Linked DNA regions of Mus musculus: region 2 is linked to region 1. Evidence: chromatin contacts called from public HiCAR-type data. All regions are on one chromosome and are shown on one strand. Each heading gives the region's core, a stretch centred on a gene start, on an enhancer-like site or on the middle of the called end of the contact. The rest is flanking DNA. Distances are from core to core; before and after follow the strand shown.

Region 1 (3,450 bases), core at 610-3,109:
TGTCCCTTTTGCCACTGGATAAGCAGAGAAAACTATCAGGATGCAGTATTTACATTCTCGCGGTGGAGGCAGCAGCAGCCCCAAATGCCAGAAACAATGTATCTGACATTAATGAAACACACCATCCCTCTGACTAACTTGAAATACCAAAAAGGAAAATAGTTCTCACACACGATGTCGTCTTTTATAACTTTGCAGGTATAATCTCACTGGAGATCCATAGCCGTCCCGGGACTTAGGAGGACTGCATTTTCTCGCTCATCTACTGTGGGCTCAGAGTCTACAGAGGCTGAGGGAATACTCTGGGGCCTGGGGCCAGTTACTGAGGGGAGGGTTGGGGCTACCTCTGTTGATATTCCTGCACTCCGAGATGAGTGAAGGATGTTTCACTCTTTGCCTTACAGAGTGTTGTAGCGGAGAGAAAGCTTAAAAATGGCTAAGAAGTGTCTGGAGCCCCACACTGAAAGCTTAAGTCACTCTCTGCTTTTGTCTTTGTCATAAGCAACAAGTCACCAGAAACAAATAACGAATACACTGTCAATTCCGTTAAAAATTTTCCCCAGTTTAGCACGTGAATTTCAAAATGTTCTTCAAATTATTATAGCTATTCATCCACCCACTCTGCCTTCAAGACGGCTGCCACAGAGCACCCTGAGCACCAAGGCACTCCTGGTGGGCCAACTGCTTACTCCGGTATTCTGGAATGTCTCTTGGGTTTTCTTCTTTCTTCCACCCCCTTGAAATCCTCCCTTTCAAGTAACAGGTTGGGGTGAGTACCTGGATGGGGAGAGAGAGATGAGTGCACTGGCCCGTTGAAGTAACATGGGTCTTTTAAAAGAAACCAAGGACAGGCACTCTGCATCTTAAGGAAAAGAACCCCGTGCAAGTCAGGGTTCTCAGCTCAAGTCCCGGTTCCCAGCTCGGGTCTTTGTGTTCTTTGCAAAGTGGCCCACGGGGACAGTAGGCTGTACGGCGAGACGTCCCAAACGGAGTTTAACGCAACGGGGAGGAAAGTCTTCAACTTTCAAAAGCATCATCCCGCGAGAGGAAGTTTCAGGCTTGGCCTAGGGAAAAGTACCAGGAGGTGTGCGGGGGTGGGGCAGTGGCGATCTGAGAGGTCTCTAGAGAAGGAAGGGGAGTCCAGCCCGAGAGCGGAGTTGGGGGGGGGGGGGGCGAAGAGAGGCGGCATGGGCGAAGCGCCCGGCAGCGCGCGAGCCCCGGCTGCTCGGCTGCGCGGGAGCGCAGGCCTGGAGGGCTCGGGTGACATCACCCGCGGGCCCCTTCCTCCTGCCGGGTGGGTGGGGCCTGGCGCGCCGCGCGGGCGCGGGGTCAAGGAGGGGGAAGAGGAGGAGCAGGCCTGGATGTGTCTGTGTGAGGACCCGGGAGGGGCGGAGGCGGTGGAGCGCGTGGCTCCCGGCTGCCCGCGCCAGCCCTGCCCGGCCCGACGCGCGGCCTCAGTGCCGCCCCTCAGCGCAGCGCCCTGGGATCCGCGCGCGCGGAGCGGGACCCCGCCGGGCGCGGCCTGGAAAGGAGCGGGAAAGCAAAGTAAGGCGAGCAGTCTTCCCAAGTTTTTAAACCAACTTCGCCCCCTGCGGCGGCGGCGGCGGCGGCGGCGGCGGCGTCGTCCCGCGGCTCGGCGCGTCCCCCCCAGCGCTCCTCCGAGTGGCGGAAATTAGAGGGACGGGGCGGGGGTGGGGGCGCGCGAGGGAAGAAGGAGCCGGGAAGGAGAGCAGAGTCTGACCACATCTGTGAAAACTTGGGGAAGGAGGGCGGGGAGGAGGAGGAGCGCAGGAGCGCGCGGAGGGGAGCGCGAAGGGCGCGCGCGGCGGAGCTCAACTTTTGCAACCGGGGCGCTCGGCCTGGACGGGCCCTTAGTCGTTGAAAAGTCGACTTGACGGTCGGGGGGCTCCTTTCTTTCTCTTTCTCCTCCCACCCGCGGTTGAACCAAATCAGAACTGTCACTCAGGGCCGGTGACTCAGAGGGATCAGATTACAGGATCCCTGAAACTGATGCGCGGGCTGCAGCGGCGGGAGGGAGCGGACCGGGCCGCACCGCCGGCGCCCGCACACTCGTCCGCCCGCCCGCCGCTCCCCTCCTCGCCCGCTCGCCCCGTCGCCGGCCCACGCCACACCATGCCCGCCGGGGCCGCACGCTGGGATCAGTCAGGCCATCCACGGTAGCCCGAGTCCGCCTGCCGCTCCGCCGGCGCAGGTCTGTGGATTTGGGACCTGACAGCCAAAGCCGCAGGTACGTCCCGCCTGAAGTTCTTTGTTTTGCGGGCCCCGCAGCCCTCCCTGTCGAGCTTCCCGGCGGCGTCGGAGCGGCTTGTGTGCGCTCGCGCCTTCCCGCGCTCTCGGGGATCGGGTCTCGGCTCTCCGGACTGCAGAGCTCCTGCCCCAGGGCGCGCGGACCAAGTTTGCAGCGGCGGCGTCCGTGCCTACTTCTCGCCAAGTGCTGCGCAGAGCTCCGGGAGTCCGGAGCTGCGGCTGGTCCTCGCGCCCCCGCAAGCCGCAGCTTGGCTTGCGCGCAGCGCCTGGGGATGCGCCGAGCCGCCGCTGCCCCGCTCTCCAGGGTCCCGCCTTCACTTCTGAGGGTGGGGGTGCGGGGTGAGCGGATGGAGGGCGCGCCTCCGCGGTGGGAGAGGAAAAGTGAAAGTTGTGCCATCTGTGCGTGATTTGGAACTCTGTCTCTTCCTTTCCAGAGGTAGAGCAGAAAGAAAGAAAAGAGAAAGAAAGAAAAGTAGCCGTGGCCCTTGCGGTAACCAAGAGGCCGAATTTGCACAGAGCAGAGTTGGGTACGGATCACTCTACTCTGCTGGGGACACTTAACTTTCTGGAGTTGCAGTGGGACCCCGAGGATGTGGCAGAGTTAATATTGATCATACATTTGAATAGTTGGTGAAGCGACTTTTCAGCAGATGGCCACATGCCCTCACACTCGGCCCGGCCTTTGCTTATTATCCTTTGATGAACTTAGTATCCTTCTGTGAACTTTGTGCCTGTGTCCCGGAGTGCACCTTTTTGAGTACCAAGCCATACCCCCCCTCCCCCCAGGCTTTCTTGGCTGTGTGTGTGTAAAGACCACTTAGGGAAGTTTCCTGCACCGCGTTTACCCTTTCTCCTCCCCCAACTTGGTTGTAGATTCTGGCCTTGGGTACAGTGCTCATGGCCCTCTGCCAGTTTATATGTACATATATTTATGTAAAACATTTTCTCCCAGCTCTGTGCCAGCTGTTCCACATTTTCCAGCTGCCACTTCAGTTTGAAATGATGGACTGTCGTCCTCAAGTAAAAGAACTCTTTAGTCCGAGGTATGGAGGGCCGGCCGCTGTGCAAATACAGGGGCAGTGCCATTAGCCCCGCTGGTATTATTAGTTCCAAAAACACCTCGTGCCCTTCTTTTCCTCTCCTTCTCCTCCTCAATTACAGCTTTTCACAGCCCAGTACGTG
Region 2 (3,450 bases), core at 243-2,742, 2.3 Mb after region 1:
GCTGCCACCTCCCGCCGGACTGGGGGACTTGCGGCTCCGAAGGCTCTGCGAGGCCCTGTGGGACACCGGGCTTTCGTCCCGGCCTCCCAGCGGGCTCAGGGACCGCTGCCGCCGCCTGTAGGCCTTCGGCTCGCTCTTGTCCTCCCGGTAGGCCTTGGGCGGCTCCTTGTAGGCCGAGGGCGGTTCCTTGGACGACTTAGTCCGGCTGCGGTGGGCCTTGAGGTCCCGGTCCTTGCGGCTGCTACTGCTGCTGGACGTAGCCGACGCGCTCTTGCGGCGGCCGCCGCTGCTGCTGCTGCTGCCGCTCTTGGCGGCCTCCGCCCGCTCCTCGCCGCTGTGTCCGTGGCGGCTGCGGGCCTTTGAGGCCTCGCTGCCGCTGCGCGTCCCGTCCCGCCGCCGGTGCTCGCGGTGGCGCTCCTTGCTGCGGCCGCTGCTGCTGCGGCGGTCCCGGCGCGGCCTGCGCTCCGACCCCTCCGCGCGCCTCTGCGTGCCGGAGGAGGAGGCCGGACTCCCGCCGTTGCCCCCCGTTCCCCCGGCAGCCGTCGCCGCCGTTGCCGCGCTGGCGCCCCCCAGCAGCAGCCCCTGCTCGGACTGGGAGCTCACATCCTCGTACTCCACCAGCGGGGTCACACCCCCGCCGCTACTGGCACCGCCACCGCCGTCCTGCTGCGGCTGGGGCAGCGAGAAGACCCGGCGCTTCTCCGCCTCCTGCCCGGCGCGGGGCCCGCGGCGCCGCTTCTGCCGCCCTCCGGGGCGCCTCTTGCCTCTCGCCAGCCGCTTGACCTCCAGAGGAGGGCCCGGGCTGAAGCAAGAGGAGGAGGCCGCGGCGGCGGCGGCTGCGGCGGCGGCCGCGCCGGGGGCAGCCAGGAAGAGCAGAGGCGGCGGGGGCGGCGGCGGTTGCAGGAGCTGCGGCTGCAGGAGCGGCAACAGCAGCGGCGGCTGCTGAGGGGACAGGAATCGCCTCCGCTTGCGGCGCTCCTCCAACTTCTTCTCGGCCCAGCTCAGGCCCCCGCCTCCCCCCAGCGCCGTGTCCGAGCTACTCGGCATCGCCTAGAGCCCGCCGCAGAGTGCGGCGCGGGTGCGGCCTCCTCCGGGGTCAGACCCTGGCCATGTCCCCCGCCGGGAAGGGGGACGGCAGCCGCGGCGGAGGGGTAGCGAGCAGCAGGGCCGGCCGGGAGTCGCGCCACGATAATCCGGGTCGGGACGCGCGTCCCCGGTTCCAGTCGCGGTGTGTGCGCAGCGGCGTCAGGGCCTGGCGCGGGAGGATCCTATCCTCGGCGGAAAGCCGGCCGTGCCGGGCGGCGGCGGTGGCGGCGGCGGCGGCGGCCTCGGGCTCCGGCGGCGCAACGCGGAAGTGCCACCGCGGGCCGCGCTTCACTCCATCGTCCTGACGTCGGGGGCGAGCTCGCGGGAGGGCAGTGGGCGCGACCACAGCACGCCTCCGTCGCCGGCCGGCCGCGGCGCGTCCACGTCGTCCTGTGGCGGCGGCGGCGACACCCCGCGGCGCTCGGACGGGCCTGGGCCTGGCGCCCCGAGGGCACTGCGCGCAGCTTCCGGAGCGGGGGCGCGGCTCGCTGTCCTCCGCCCCTCCACGCGGGCTCCGCGCGCGCCGCTCGCCCCTCCCTGCCCTCCGCGTTCTCCCTGCGGGACGGCGACGCGACTGGCTGGCCGAGCCCTCGCCGCGCACCACCCACTCGCCGCGTTCCTCAAGACTTTTGCCCCTAAACCCAACGCTAGGTCGGCGGCGCGCACGCTCGTCACGTTCGGGGACGCCGATGGAGAGAGCGAGCGCGGGCGAGGGGAGGTGCTGCGTGCTCGCGCCCGCCGGGACCCTGGCCGTCACCGGAAGTGACGCGAGGAGCCACTCCACTTCCGGCAGGGGTGGGACGGAGGAGCAGGGTTAAAGAAAGGAGAGGAGGCGTGGGCTGCGCTGTGCTGTCGCTGGAGGCCTTCCCTCCGGCGCCACTCATGGCGCTTGTTGCTCGCCTCCAGTGAAAAGGTCACGGCAGGACCCGGGAGAACCTTGACGACTACCTTTTCCCCAGCCACGGGATCGGAACATCTGTGAGAGCAGACTCCCCACAGAGGGCGAATGTGACGTTAGCTTGACTAGACTCACGTACGCCCAAGTTCAAGGACCCATCGTAACCTAAAAATATACTTGGTGTTCATAGCTTCGAGCTTCCGCGACACTGACGTTTCGGAACCTTTAAAAAGCCTTACACAGGGCTGGAGAGGTGGCTCAGAGGTTAAGAACACTCACTGCTCTTCCAGAGGTCCTGAGTTCAATTCCCAGCAACAGTATGGTGGCTCACAACCAGCTGTAATGGGGATCCCTCTTCTGATGTGTCACATACATGAAATAAGTAAATCTCTTTATAAAGCAAAAGCATTAAGTAAATCTGAAAGATGAGTCAAAATATCAAGGAGGACTACTAAAAATCCCAGGAACCTTAAAAACATTTTGTAGTAGTGGAAGCTGCCCTCTTTGTACTTTCACCTGTAATTATATCTAACTAAAGCTATGAGCTGTCAGCTACATAATGCCCTCATCTCTTGCCTTAAGATTGCCCTTCAGTTAGAGGCTAGGTATTCGGGGTAATTAGATTAAAATCTAAAAGGCTTATTGGTCATTAATACTGGAAAGAAGATAAACATTGCTCAGTGGGTACATGTAATTACCCCTTAACAAATTTATTCAGATCATCAGCTGGCTTTTAGTTCTTAAATACTTAGTAATCAAGTTGACCTCAGCATCATCTCACAAACTGATGGAAGCTCAGACTTTGAAGTTTACAAAAGATACTTGCTAGAAGATAGGTTTGAATAGCTACTTCTGACAAAGACAGGCCTGAGTGGAACACCCAGTGGAACCTTCTACACAGAAGGGGGCAAAGCAAAGATACTGGGAAACGAAATTTCAGAAGTATGTTACCTAAAGCAAATTTCTTCTTGACATCATTGTTAACTCGGAGTACTAAGGAGGAGAGCTTTTCAGAAAAATATCAACCTGTCCCATTATGCTGCTTTTCAAAGCCTGATGCAATGGCATATGTCTATTCCCAATACAATGGAGGTTAAAACAGGTCAAGGACGATGGTGAGTTCTGGCCTATCAGAACTCTACATAATAACACCCTCTCCCCCATCCCATCTTGCCAAGAAAAAAACAGAAATAAGGCTGGAATAGAAAAGAAGAGGCAAATAGATGTTTGTATAATAGTTCCTCTAGCATAAGCTACTCACTGCACTTAGGAATGTCATCTGTTCTTGTCCGTACAAAAAACACTTGGTCCATAGTGAATGTATAGTGGTTACTCCAGGCTGCGAGTAGAAAACTTAAGAAAATATCTTAATAAGATTCTGCCATCTTTCCTCAAGCTCACTTGCTTGGAAATGCTTTTAGTAGGATTCAAACTCCAAAGTAATGGAAATTATCTTTAAATTTGAT

Evidence for each region. HiCAR-type assays count read pairs that join an accessible place to other places.
Region 2: a contact with region 1 is called in a HiCAR-type map of astrocytes, with 5 times the contacts expected there. The contact joins the promoter of Cdk13 here to the promoter of Gli3 in region 1. A contact is called at or near these places in 2 of 39 promoter capture datasets (the 3T3-L1 cell line and frontonasal cranial neural crest) and 1 of 115 datasets of contacts at active chromatin or transcription factors (astrocytes).

Annotation. Positions count from the first base shown.
Region 1 is chr13:15,461,864-15,465,313 of GRCm38.p6, forward strand. Gli3 (GLI-Kruppel family member GLI3) reads left to right here and starts at 1,860. Exons shown (of 15, transcript NM_008130.3): 1 at 1,860-2,248. It overlaps Gm6556 (a long non-coding RNA gene), which reads right to left and starts at 2,755. Exons shown (of 1, transcript XR_001780862.2): 1 at 1-2,755.
Region 2 is chr13:17,803,605-17,807,054 of GRCm38.p6, forward strand. It overlaps Cdk13 (cyclin-dependent kinase 13), which reads right to left and starts at 1,493. Exons shown (of 14, transcript NM_027118.1): 1 at 1-1,493. The coding sequence starts at 1,047.